Regions from separate parts of the Sus scrofa genome. Here all the other regions are linked to region 1. Evidence: chromatin contacts called from public HiChIP or PLAC-seq data. All regions are on one chromosome and are shown on one strand. The core of a region is the stretch at or near the end of the contact, and the rest is flanking DNA. Distances in the headings are between cores, read along the strand shown. Region 1 overlaps ARHGAP26 (rho GTPase-activating protein 26). Region 2 overlaps ARHGAP26 (rho GTPase-activating protein 26). Region 3 overlaps ARHGAP26 (rho GTPase-activating protein 26). Region 4 overlaps ARHGAP26 (rho GTPase-activating protein 26).

The links. HiChIP or PLAC-seq counts read pairs in DNA pulled down with a chosen protein or histone mark.
Region 2: an H3K27ac HiChIP or PLAC-seq map of skeletal muscle shows a contact between it and region 1. The contact joins two enhancer-like sites. A contact is called at or near these places in 7 of 47 Hi-C or Micro-C datasets (embryonic fibroblasts, fetal heart ventricle, fetal skeletal muscle and 3 more) and 1 of 2 datasets of contacts at active chromatin or transcription factors (skeletal muscle).
Region 3: a contact with region 1 is called in an H3K27ac HiChIP or PLAC-seq map of skeletal muscle. The contact joins two enhancer-like sites. A contact is called at or near these places in 2 of 47 Hi-C or Micro-C datasets (embryonic fibroblasts and skeletal muscle) and 1 of 2 datasets of contacts at active chromatin or transcription factors (skeletal muscle).
Region 4: a contact with region 1 is called in an H3K27ac HiChIP or PLAC-seq map of skeletal muscle. The contact joins two enhancer-like sites. A contact is called at or near these places in 1 of 5 promoter capture datasets (liver), 3 of 47 Hi-C or Micro-C datasets (liver and skeletal muscle) and 1 of 2 datasets of contacts at active chromatin or transcription factors (skeletal muscle).

The regions. Positions count from the first base shown.
Region 1 is chr2:144,765,470-144,768,201 of Sscrofa11.1, reverse strand. All of the region lies in intron 22 of ARHGAP26 (rho GTPase-activating protein 26), which reads right to left. Among named protein-coding and RNA genes, the nearest start is that of NR3C1, 160 kb to the left of the region's middle. Within about 2 kb of position 1,376, at least 32 of the 83 cell types and tissues checked have an H3K27ac peak or open chromatin away from gene starts, as enhancers often do. A contact at or near this core is called in liver and skeletal muscle, where this site is marked.
Region 2 is chr2:144,572,931-144,575,662 of Sscrofa11.1, reverse strand. The region is part of intron 12 of ARHGAP26 (rho GTPase-activating protein 26); the gene reads right to left. Among named protein-coding and RNA genes, the nearest start is that of ARHGAP26, 270 kb to the right of the region's middle. Within about 2 kb of position 1,407, at least 8 of the 83 cell types and tissues checked have an H3K27ac peak or open chromatin away from gene starts, as enhancers often do. A contact at or near this core is called in skeletal muscle, where this site is marked.
Region 3 is chr2:144,614,010-144,616,741 of Sscrofa11.1, reverse strand. All of the region lies in intron 17 of ARHGAP26 (rho GTPase-activating protein 26), which reads right to left. Among named protein-coding and RNA genes, the nearest start is that of ARHGAP26, 310 kb to the right of the region's middle. Within about 2 kb of position 1,386, at least 9 of the 83 cell types and tissues checked have an H3K27ac peak or open chromatin away from gene starts, as enhancers often do. A contact at or near this core is called in skeletal muscle, where this site is marked.
Region 4 is chr2:144,636,434-144,639,165 of Sscrofa11.1, reverse strand. The region is part of intron 17 of ARHGAP26 (rho GTPase-activating protein 26); the gene reads right to left. Among named protein-coding and RNA genes, the nearest start is that of NR3C1, 290 kb to the left of the region's middle. Within about 2 kb of position 1,380, at least 14 of the 83 cell types and tissues checked have an H3K27ac peak or open chromatin away from gene starts, as enhancers often do. A contact at or near this core is called in liver and skeletal muscle, where this site is marked.

The DNA.
Region 1 (2,732 bases), core at 127-2,626:
ACACATGCAGGAGTCTATGCCAGCCCAGCAGGCATGTGATAAATATAAGCAGGTGCTGACACAGGCCTGCCCCGCCAGCTACGCTCTCTCAGCTCAATCCACATCCACACCATACGCCCCTGCACACATGTGGCTCATGCTCCTCTGGCACCTTCATGCGCTGTGGACCAGGAGCAAGTGTGGGACTAAGACCTCTGATGGCCCGCTGCTCCAAGCGGAAGCAGCCCTGGCTGCAAGAGACACAGACCCCTGTGTAGCTGAAGATGTGGGCTCACTGAACAAACACACGGTGCCAGGTCCCTGCCCACAGGACAGAACAAGCGGATGAGAGTCTGCTCTTGGGGAGGAACCATCTAGACAGAGAGTAAGCCTGAGCGGGGCGCAAGAGACTGGCAGGGGGCGGGGCGGAGGGGGGGCGGGGAGCTCGGAAACCTGAAACCTAAATAATCCAAAGGAGCCGGCCAGGCAGGGGATTACACGAGGGTAAAGGCCCGAGATGGGGAGAAGCTTGTGGTTTCCGAAGAGCGGTCTGCAAGTTTTTCTGAAAAAGCCTCATCATCGCTGTGTCACTGCTCAACTCTGCTACTGTTGTGCCACAGAGAACATGTGAGCAGAGAGACACGGGTGGCTGGGTTCCAGGGAGGCTTTGTTTACAAAAACAGGCTGCGGGCTGGATTCCACTGGCAGGTCAGGGTTTGCTGACTCTGAGAACATAAAGAAGCTCCCGGAGGCTGCCGTGACTCGAGCTAGGGTGAGAGGGGCCAGAGGGCAGGCGCAGGACCAAGAGCTCCGCGCCCATGATGCTAAGAGCAACAGGAGGCTACTCGAGCACCAGAAGCAGGAGAATAACACGCGACTTCCATTTTTCGAAGATCAGCCTGGCTGCTGTGCAGAGCGTGGGTTACGGGAGGCAGGAATGCAAGTGACGAGACCAGTCCGGCAGCTGGCGGCCACGCCCTGGGGGGAGGTTGAAAGGCTCCACCGAGGAACTCCCCCATCGCCCCACGGCCTGAGAGGTCCTTTATTAGCAAAGGACACCGGGGGCAGCCCAGCCTGTACCCTGGGAATGAAGGATCCCGCCCATGTCAGATCCTGATTAAAAGTATCCCCAGAAGCCGACTGCAGTGAATGCATGTGAATTTTCCAGGTACCACTAATCACACTGCTTCTCGATGACTAATGCTCCTGAGAACACGAGTTCTTGCTCTTTCCAGTTACTGTCTGAGGTGCTCTTGGAGAAATGGATAGTTTCCTAGTAGACGGTCAAGGGCTGACAGCGGAGTTATTTCTGAGTATTGCACAGCCATTCCCCATGGCACAGAGTCCAAACGCCGACGGAGCAGCCTCTCCAGATGCGCAGCGGTCCCCGGAATCCAGAGGCTTGGAGATGAATCATCATGAACCACAGACTTTCCCCTCCAGGTGCCCCTCCCTCTTCCTCCTCCTCTTCTTCTTGATCCTGATAAAGATCTCTCTCTCTCTAACACACACACACACACACACACACACACACACCCTCTCTCTCTCACTAGCTCACTCTTCTGTTACTAGGAAACTCTCTTCTGATTGGTCTGATGATGTAACCTGACAGCAACAGAGCATCCAACTCAAACTGCTCTTACTTGGTATCTCCAGCAATAAGTTACCAAGAGAGAGAACAACAACAAAAAAAGATCTCCTGAACAAGGAAATAGTTATTTTCTCCTCTAATGCCCCCTTTCTACGGAAGAGGTGAAGGCCGGGGGAAAGGAGGCTATTAGTAGCATTTTCCAAATATCGGACATCCTAAAACATTACCAACCAACCAGTCTGAACCCCGGCTGACACTCTGTCAGACCCCTTCTTCGACAGCAGCTCAGTCCACACTGAGCGGTGTTGTTCTTGGGGCTGGATTTGGCCTTTGGCTCTTCAGGGAATTGGAAAGGTCACTGGCATTGCTAGTGAAAAAGAAAACTAGTGTCAACGAACCCTGCCCTGACCCCTAGAGACCACAGGAAGGCAGGGGGAGGCCTGAGACTCGCTTGAGCTCTCGCTGTTCTTATAGGCTTTGTGGCAGTTACTGAACTGGGAGGCAGGGGAGTCACAGAACCTGCTGGGAAGGAAAGGACTTGGCAGTGAAAAATCAAGTATCTTCTGTCTTTTTTTTTTTTTGGTTAGTTAAACCAGTTCAAAAAGGAGATGTAAAAACAGAAGAAGGTGGGCATGTCAAAGGTACAACCGCTGTGGAAATCAGTCCCGCGGTTCCTCAAACAGTGAAACAGAGTTACCACGTGACCTAGCAAGCCCATCCCGAGGTGTGCTACCAAGGGAGTGGAAAACAGCCACCCCCCCAAAAAAAAAACTTGTATGTGGATGTTTACAGAGACATTACTAATAACAGCCACAAGTGGAAATAATGGAAAGGTCCCTCAATGGCATAACCAAATGTGGTACATCCATACAATGGAATATTACGCATCAAGAAAAAAGGAGTGAGGTGCTGATGCCTCCAACATGGGTGATGTTGCAAATACTATACAAAGTGAAAGAAGTCAGTCACAAAACCACGGTGTGTATAATTCCATTTCCGTGAAACTGCTGCAGGGAACAGGGGTGGTGAAGCTATTGCGGAACTGGTGCTGATGGGTGCACTAAGACCTAGTAAACTGTATATTTGAAATGGGTAAGCTGTATGGTATGAAATAAATAAAGCTGCTTAAAACAATGGAAGAAGGCTGCACGCAGGTAGAGGA
Region 2 (2,732 bases), core at 158-2,657, 190 kb after region 1:
CAGGATAGACTCTTAGGACAACGCCCAACCATCATTACACATGGCATTTAGAAACCATTTTCGCCTTCTAGAAAAATCTGTGTACCTTTTCATTAATTATTTATTTATGTGGGCCACACGCGCAGCATGCAGAAGTTCCCAAGCCAGCAATCCAACCTGGGCCACAGACGTGACCAGAGCCATAGCAGTGACAACGCCAGATCCTTCATCTGCTGAGCTACAAGGGGACTCTTCATGTAAATTTTTACAAGCAGAATGCCAACAAGGATATTCAGTATAAGGCCAGTTAAGTCAAACTGACAAAATACACATGAGACATCACGAGAAAAAGGCAAAGGAAGAAATATCTCCGGGATGATATTACAGTTTAGTTTTATTGGATTTTTGAAATCCACTGCTGTATTCTCTTAATATTCCACAGTGAGTTCATTTTTTTTTTTTTTTTTTAAGGGCCACACTGGTGGCAGATGGAGGTTCCCAGGCTAGGGGTCGAACTGGAGCTGTAGCTTCCAGCCTACACCACAGCCACAGCAACGCCAGGCCCGAGCCAGGTCTGTGACAGACACCACAGCTCACGGCAATGCCAGATCCTTAACCCACTGAGTGTGGCCAGGGATCAAACCCACATCCGCAAGGACACTAGTCGGATTCGCTTCCACTGTGCCACGACGGCAACTCCCAAATTATTTTTATAATAAGCAAAAACACAAGCTGTTCAACCTCTTAGGAATGAGGTTCATTTCACGTCTACACCCTGCAGATAACCAGATCCTAGTTCCAACTTTGCAAGTCTTTCTCCGGTCACTGCTCTTCTTCCTGCCTCCGGTGTGAATGACGAGCGGGCACCTGTGGTGGGTTCTTGAGCATTCTATGGATGCAAAGGATTCTTGGGTTAAAGACAAACTGGGAGGGACGAAGGGACGTTGACTGGGAAGCAAAGAGGCGGGCACCTGAGGAAGTCCAGCTGGAAACCCATCCAGCTCGGCTGTGGGCACCTGTCTGCAGCCTAGTGCATCCACAGACAGTGTAGAGATTACACACCCACACGCACGGGATGGGCCATCTGTCTATCACCTCCCAGGGGTCTCAATTTACTCCAGAAAGCAGAGGCACATGTTGCGCTGGTGGGTGTCCTCGGCCCTCAGTGCTCGTGTCACCCAGGGCCACGGGTCCTTAAGAATTCCAAGAGGTATTAACTGAATGAAGCCTGGCCTCCGGCAATTAAGTCTAGTGAAAGGCTGAGGTCAGAACACACAGCAACACGTCCAACAAGAATGGGAAGCAGAAAAAAGGGTGATGTCCCTTTGAAGAGCCAGCTGGGGCGGGAAGTCCCAAGAAGGCCACTTTAGGGCACCTCGAGCTTGGTCCTCAGAAATGACCCGACTGACCAATGACTGGAGCGAACACTCCCATTACGGAAAGCACGAGAAGCCAAGATTAGATCGCCTCTCTCTGCCCAGTCTGCCACCTCCACACAGCTGGCAGAGCAGCGGGAGAGCAGCCTTTCTGTAAACAAGCTAATCTTTTTAGAGCTAAGTAGGCAGAGACGTTTATCATTTAAAACTTCAAACCTGGTAAAGCGAAAGTCACAAAGAAAGCCTGCCTTTCCCCTGCTCTCTAGCGCTGGACTGTGTATCCTCTCTAACAAGGTCCCGAGTTTCCAGCTGCCCTCAGGTGGGACTACAGCACAAGAGCGGCCTGGGCTGAGGACAGGCCCCTCCTGGCTCCCCCTCCTGCTTCTGACTCATTTCAAAATGAGAATGCGCCCATTCGCATAACGCCTTTGGGGAGCAAATCTCACACCTGCAGCCAAACATAAAGCCGGGAACAGGACGCACAGACTCGAGATCTGCATTAAGGTGGCAAAGGGTAAGATGGGAAGAGGAGGGGTTCCTGCCCAGGCAGAGTCTCATTCTTTTTATTATTTCTTAATTTTAATTTAATTTAATTTTTTGTCTTTTTTGCCTTTTCTTGAGCTGCTCCCGTGGCATATGGAGGTTCCCAGGCTAGGGGTCGAATCAGAGCTGTAGCCACCAGCCTACGCCAGAGCCACAGCAACGCAGGATCCGAGCTGCATCTGCACCCTACACCACAGCTCACAGCAACGCCAGATCCTTAACCCACTGAGCGAGGCCAGGGATCGAACCCGCAACCTCATGGTTCCGAGTCGGATTCGTTAACCATTGCGCCACAACAGAACTCCTTGTTCTTTTTAACAAGAGAGGGAAAACCAATGACCATCGTTTTGCCGTCTCCGTGACTGACACAGGAGAGATCGCCTGCTCAGTAGAAAAGCTTCGGGAGCAACAAAGCAGACTTCCTTCCTCTCCGCTACCCAAACTCCCATCTCGGCCTTCGCTCCACTGCTGGGTAAGAATCTGACCAACCAGAGAAAACTCAGCATCACTGTATGTTGCTGACAATCCAGGAACAAATCTAGGGAAGGTTCCTGAGGGCAGAATCCACGGTCAAGAGGCCATTGCAGGACTGGCAAAAACAGCAGACTGGTTTTTGAATTGCGTACTTAGGGATTAACGCAACCAAGAACACAGAAGAGCCTCTCGGCAGAAAACCAAAACTCTAATAAAGGTGTGATGAGACGGAAGGGCATTCCAAGCCCTTGGAGGAGGTGAGTGAGGAGTCCACAGGTGTCCATGTTCCACAGGTGAGTCTGTACAGTTCGGTGCAATCCTACGTGAAAAATTGAAGTTTTTGAGACACGTCTCAAACTT
Region 3 (2,732 bases), core at 137-2,636, 150 kb after region 1:
AAACTAGGTGTTTTGTTTTGTTTTTAGTAATTCAACTGTGAAAACAAACATCTCCTTTTTGGACTCACTGCTTTTTCTTCTTCCCTATTCCTAATATCCTCCAAAATCCCAACCCATTCCCCTTAATATACCATTTCCTCCTCCTAGAAAATCCCTAAATATGGCCTATTCTCTAGGCCAGTGCTGCTCAAAAGACTGCTTGTTAGAGTTCTGCTTGTGTGCGGCGGCAACAAACCCAACTATTATCCATAAAGATGCGGGTTCAATCCCCAGCCTCGCTCAGTGGGTTAGGGATCCGGTGTTGCCGTGAGCTGTGGTGTAGGTTGCAGATGTGACTTGGAGCCAACATTGCTGTGGCTGTGCTGTAGGCCGGCAGCTGTCGCTCTGATTCGACCCCTAGCCTAGGAACTTCCATAGGCCGGCAGCTGTCGCTCTGATTCGACCCCTAGCCTAGGAACTTCCTAAAGACATTAAAAAAAAAAAAAAAAAGACTGTAGCCTATTTATCTGGGAAGCAAATTAGAACTGCAAATGCCCAGGCCGAGGCCACGTGTGTAGACTAAGAGTGGGCACAGCACTGTCACTGTCAACAAGCACCCCTGTGGATGGGACCATGCTTGGAGGCACATGTGACTCCAGACTGTGTACTAGATTCCAGGATCGAAACAGAAAACATCTAATTATCATAGTAGATTTAAGCTGGAACCACAAAAATCTGTGCAGAGTTGCCTATAATTTTTCTGTTCTCTCTGAGGTCTGAAACAAACCCAAGAGCGCTGCGATTTGAATGCGCCCTGGTAATCATTTGTGGGGAGGTTTGGAGTTTCTAAGTCTTTCCCCCTAAGCCTTTTTTTCCCCCCTCTGCATGCATTTCTACTTGGGGATGAAATATAAAATGTCTCCCCCTCCACAGCTAAAGGAAATTAATTCTGGAAAGTGTTTCAAAATAGTGCTTTAAAAAAATACACAAAATACCTTCCTTTTGAACAAGAGGCTTGAGACACACTGGGCACACACGGTGGGAAATGAGAGAAGTAAAGCACCAGGTTTTCCAGCAGAACCAGCCCTGAAACCAAAACTGAGGAAGGAAGCTGACCGTTAAGTAAGTGGACCAGGGGAACAATGGCTCAGGCGTCTCGTCGGCTAAGTCTGATCCCGGGAAAACAGCAATGAAACAGACAAACCCCTTGTCCCAAGCCACCTTTCCCTCCCTGCTTGATGTTAAAATAGGACAGTGCTGTACATGAGAAGAGAGAATTAGAGACAGGAATCTTAGAACGCCTCTGGATGCCAAGAAAGTCTTTCAAAACCCAAATAAACACTCCTCCCTGGATGCAGCAGCACTCATTTATACTCGTCGCCTCCAAGACATTTTAAATCTAGAGGCTCCAGGGACCAAGAACACAGCAGGCTGAGAACAGGAGACTGTGGGTTCTGACCTGAGCGCTGACCGACTCACGTGACAGCCACGAGAGCCTGTCTGCACGTGGCCTTCTTCATGACGACATGACCGAAGGAATGCCACGCAACCTCAGAGCACCAAAGAAAACCAGTGGTCAGTATCAAAGGTAAAGACACAATGCTCCAGCAAAGCTGAAAATAAGTTACTCCAGCAACAAAATTGGTTTAAATGTGCTAGAAGGCAGAGAGTCAAGGTCACACCGTGAACTTGCATATTCCAGTTGTCCTTCTCCTTGGGCGAGGGACGAGGACAAGACTGTTGGGAGACAAGAGGGGAGAACCAGAGGGAAAGAGTGAACCATCCACCAGGAGACGAGAAGGCTCCAGGGTCCAGCATCCACCCTTAGGGTTCCGGATTGTCTATTTCTATTTCTTTAAAGATTCCTAACAGTCCTCAGGGCATTTTATTTTATTTTACTTTGTCCCTTTCTTTCCAGGCTGCACCTGAGAAGTTCCTGGGCAGGGGCTGAGTCAGAGCTGCAGCTGAGGCCTAAGCCAGAGCAACGCCGGAACCGAACCCCATCTGCCGCCTACGCCACAGCTTGTGGCAACACGGGATCCTTAGCCCACTGAGAAAGGGCAGGGATCGAACCCGCATTCTCAGGGACACTAGCTGGGTTCTCAATCCGCTGAGCCACAATGGGATGTTCCATCAAGGCATTTTAAAAATGGGAAGAGTCAGTTCTGGCTCTGCTGGGTCACCACCGACTCTGGGTCTCTCTCAGCCCAATTAAGTTCTCATAGCAACTGCATGTCCTGAACAACCCAACTGCTTTCAGCTGGTTGCTGTCCCTTCTCTAGCTGCTCCCAGCAGGGTTGGAGGCCACCTTAAGACCCAGGGGCCATAAAGCCATCCCGGGTATCCCCATGTATGCTTGGCTGGAACGGGTCCCTGGAACTTCCACTACTTTGGTGCAGGCCCTTCAAGTGTGCAGCTAAGACATAAACCAGCTTTTCTGTTTAACAAACGCCTGGCGGGGCCGGGTAGGAGAAGCACCACGCTGTCATGTGAGAGCATCTGGAGCAACTTTTTGGATCCCAGTTCCCATTATTTTAAACACACTTCATCAGGATTCTTTGACATTTTGGGGGCAGAGTCTCCCTACAAGTTGCATGTTCTTGGCTATGCTTAATTGTTTCTGAACATGCAGTTCTGATTAGGTGTGGCAAGAAAAAAAAATGTGACCATAATGGAGCAACCCTCGACGCTGCCGAATTGCTTCTCACCAACATGCAAAACACCCTCGTTCCTCCATAATGAAGACCTGTGGG
Region 4 (2,732 bases), core at 131-2,630, 130 kb after region 1:
GTAACCAAACCAGACCTCACCTGTCCTTCCCACAGAAGCCAAAAACCCAGGAGTCATCCCTGATGCCTTGCACGTGACGCGTCTAGCCCGTACATTAATCCTGCTTTCCTTTCTTCAGGGAAGATGCCAAAGTGGACCACTTCTCACCACTGCCACCACCTCCATCCCAGCCCCGGCCTCCTGTGGGTCCCATCTGGACCACCGTAGTAGCCTCCCAGTGGGTCTCTCACCCCAGTTTAGCTCATTCTCTAGAGATCAACAGAGCAATACCGGGGAAAAGAACAACAAAAACAGATGTCACTCACTCCCTAGAACCTTCCAATTAGAATGGAATTCAAACTTCTCCTCATGGCTCTGGCCCCTGCTTAGCTGTCCAAATTCAGCTTGGGACACAATGACCTTTTCTGTGAATGAGCCATGGAAGTTTCTAGGCCAAGCAGGTCCGTTCCTCAGGGCATTTGCACTTACCCTTTCTTTTGCGTGGAAGACTCTCCCTCTAATTCTTCACATGGCTTTGCTCTCCCACTCCACTCAGGTGGCGACTTCAGTGTCACCTCCTCTGGCCACCTGAGCTAAGAGTTCCTTGCCCACTGCCATCCTTCTTACTGCCTGCCCCTCCCTGAGAGCACTTCACACTTCCTACAATTATCTTCATGAATAGATTCAGTCTGTATTTTTACATCATATTTAAAAAATCCACTGCTGTGTTCACAGGACATAGTCCAGGGTAGGTGCAGTTGACCGGTACGCCCTTACTGGAATGGCCATCTGACCTCACACCAGAGTGGGTCAAAGTGCCCCAGTATCCAGAGCTAGGCCACACTCCTGGGCTTCACCTTAGATCTTCCCCATCCAGACATCCTGAAGCCAGGTGACCGCTGACTTGGTCATTCAGGAGGGGAGAAGACAGCGTGAGGCAAGACAAGCCCAGGTTTGGGCATCAGAAGAACTCTGTATCTCACCCCCCACCTCCAGACTCTGCTCAGGCCCTGCAGAGCCTGCGTCCAACAGGCTGATTTTCCCCAGACACCTGCACCCCTGCGTCAATTCCCACAAACTGCTTTGCTAAGACACAAGTCCCAAAGCAAAACAGGCGCCCGGTGTACCCTAGTTGCAGCCCAAGGAGCCACTAACAGGACGCAAGGACTTGCTCCAAGGCCTGAACAAGGCACGTACCTTGAAAAACACATTCATTTAATCAGCCTGACAGTGAGACGGCGGTATGGGGCCCACCCCAGGCTGGCTGGACTCTGTCTGACAGACCCTGCAGGTGTTTTCAGTTAAATGTGAAAATCAAATTATAGCTGTACAGCTCAGTTAACTCTGAAAGGGCGAACGGAGCTTCCTGGGTGATCTCCCTGCCTGCCTTGCTCTCGGGCTCAGCGCAAAGACCAAAGAGCAAAGGCTAAGTGAAGGGCAGCGAGCCAAGGGGCTTACAGGCTGGCAGGGCTGAAGCGGGGCGGGGCCGGGGGTGGGGACGGCAGGAGGAGGCCTCTGCTCCGGCAGTGGCAGTCTCAAAAAGGGAATGTCACAGCAAGTCAGGACAAGTTGGCTTTTAAATCTCTCAGGCTCACCCCACCCCACCTAACTTTTTTGTTGTCTGACTCTATAGATCCTGCCCCCGGCCCCTTTACTCCTGCCAGGCGGACCTGGCACTCAGATGCGGCTAAGCCTCTTACAAATCCCGACAGAGCACAAGCTGACGGAGGGATAGGTCTTCCGCAGGACGGGTTACGAGAAACCAAAGGAAAAGTTAAACCCGTGCTAAGAGGATTTGATAATCCCAGGACCTTTTCCATGGCTAGCGCTGGTCCTGACCATTTCAGCTGGAAAGTGCCTCTGGGGCCCAAATGTGCAGAGCGTGGTGAGCAGATAATATGCATGACTAGGGCTTTGGTCCCTTGAAATAAAAATGCCATGTAAATTTTGTGTATTCTGTTACCACTGATTCGCTTAAAAGGCTCCACCACAACCACCTGTTTGACCAGCCAGCCACAGGCAAAGTATGTACAGAGCCCAAGAACTTCGAGGCTGCACAAGTCTCCAATGAGGCTTTTCCAGTTCTGAGCGAATCAGGCCCACCTGCTCCTGCTTCGCCACAGCGGTACCCAAAGCCAGCTTGCAATTACTGATGCAAAGGGGCACGATTTTCATTTACCCGTGCAAAGCTGCAACAGACACATTTCTGGAACGTTCTCCCGAAGCCAAAATTCTGTATCTGAAACCCCCTTTTCCTCTCGACTGCTGTCAAATTCCAGATGTAGTCTCAGATGACAAACTAAAGACAGACTGAACCAATCTCCATTCTCTAGCCCTGTCAACCGCCGCCCAGGGCGGAAGGAAACGAGAGGAAGGACCCAGGTCTGGAGGCTGATAAGATGCCCAGAAGGGGATTTAAACCCTGCCAGGGCCAGCACGAGGGTGGGGCGAGAGAGACACCTTGGGCACGTCATTTCCAGAGGGAGGGACCTGCAACCAGCCTAAGAGGGGGCACCTCCTTAGAACTTCCGTAGGTGCGAGTTTAGGTTAAGATGAAAAGTTTACTTTAATGCATTTTAATTTTTTCCTTTAACTGTTATTATTTGAAAAATAAAAAAGGAAACATGAAAATCGTCACCATCCACACGTTTGCCCCATTTTGGAGAAATATCATCTCCCGGTAACACCACCGGGAACATCTAGTCACTCCAACAATTTGGTGCATGTTCCAGGCCCTTTTCCTTACACACGGG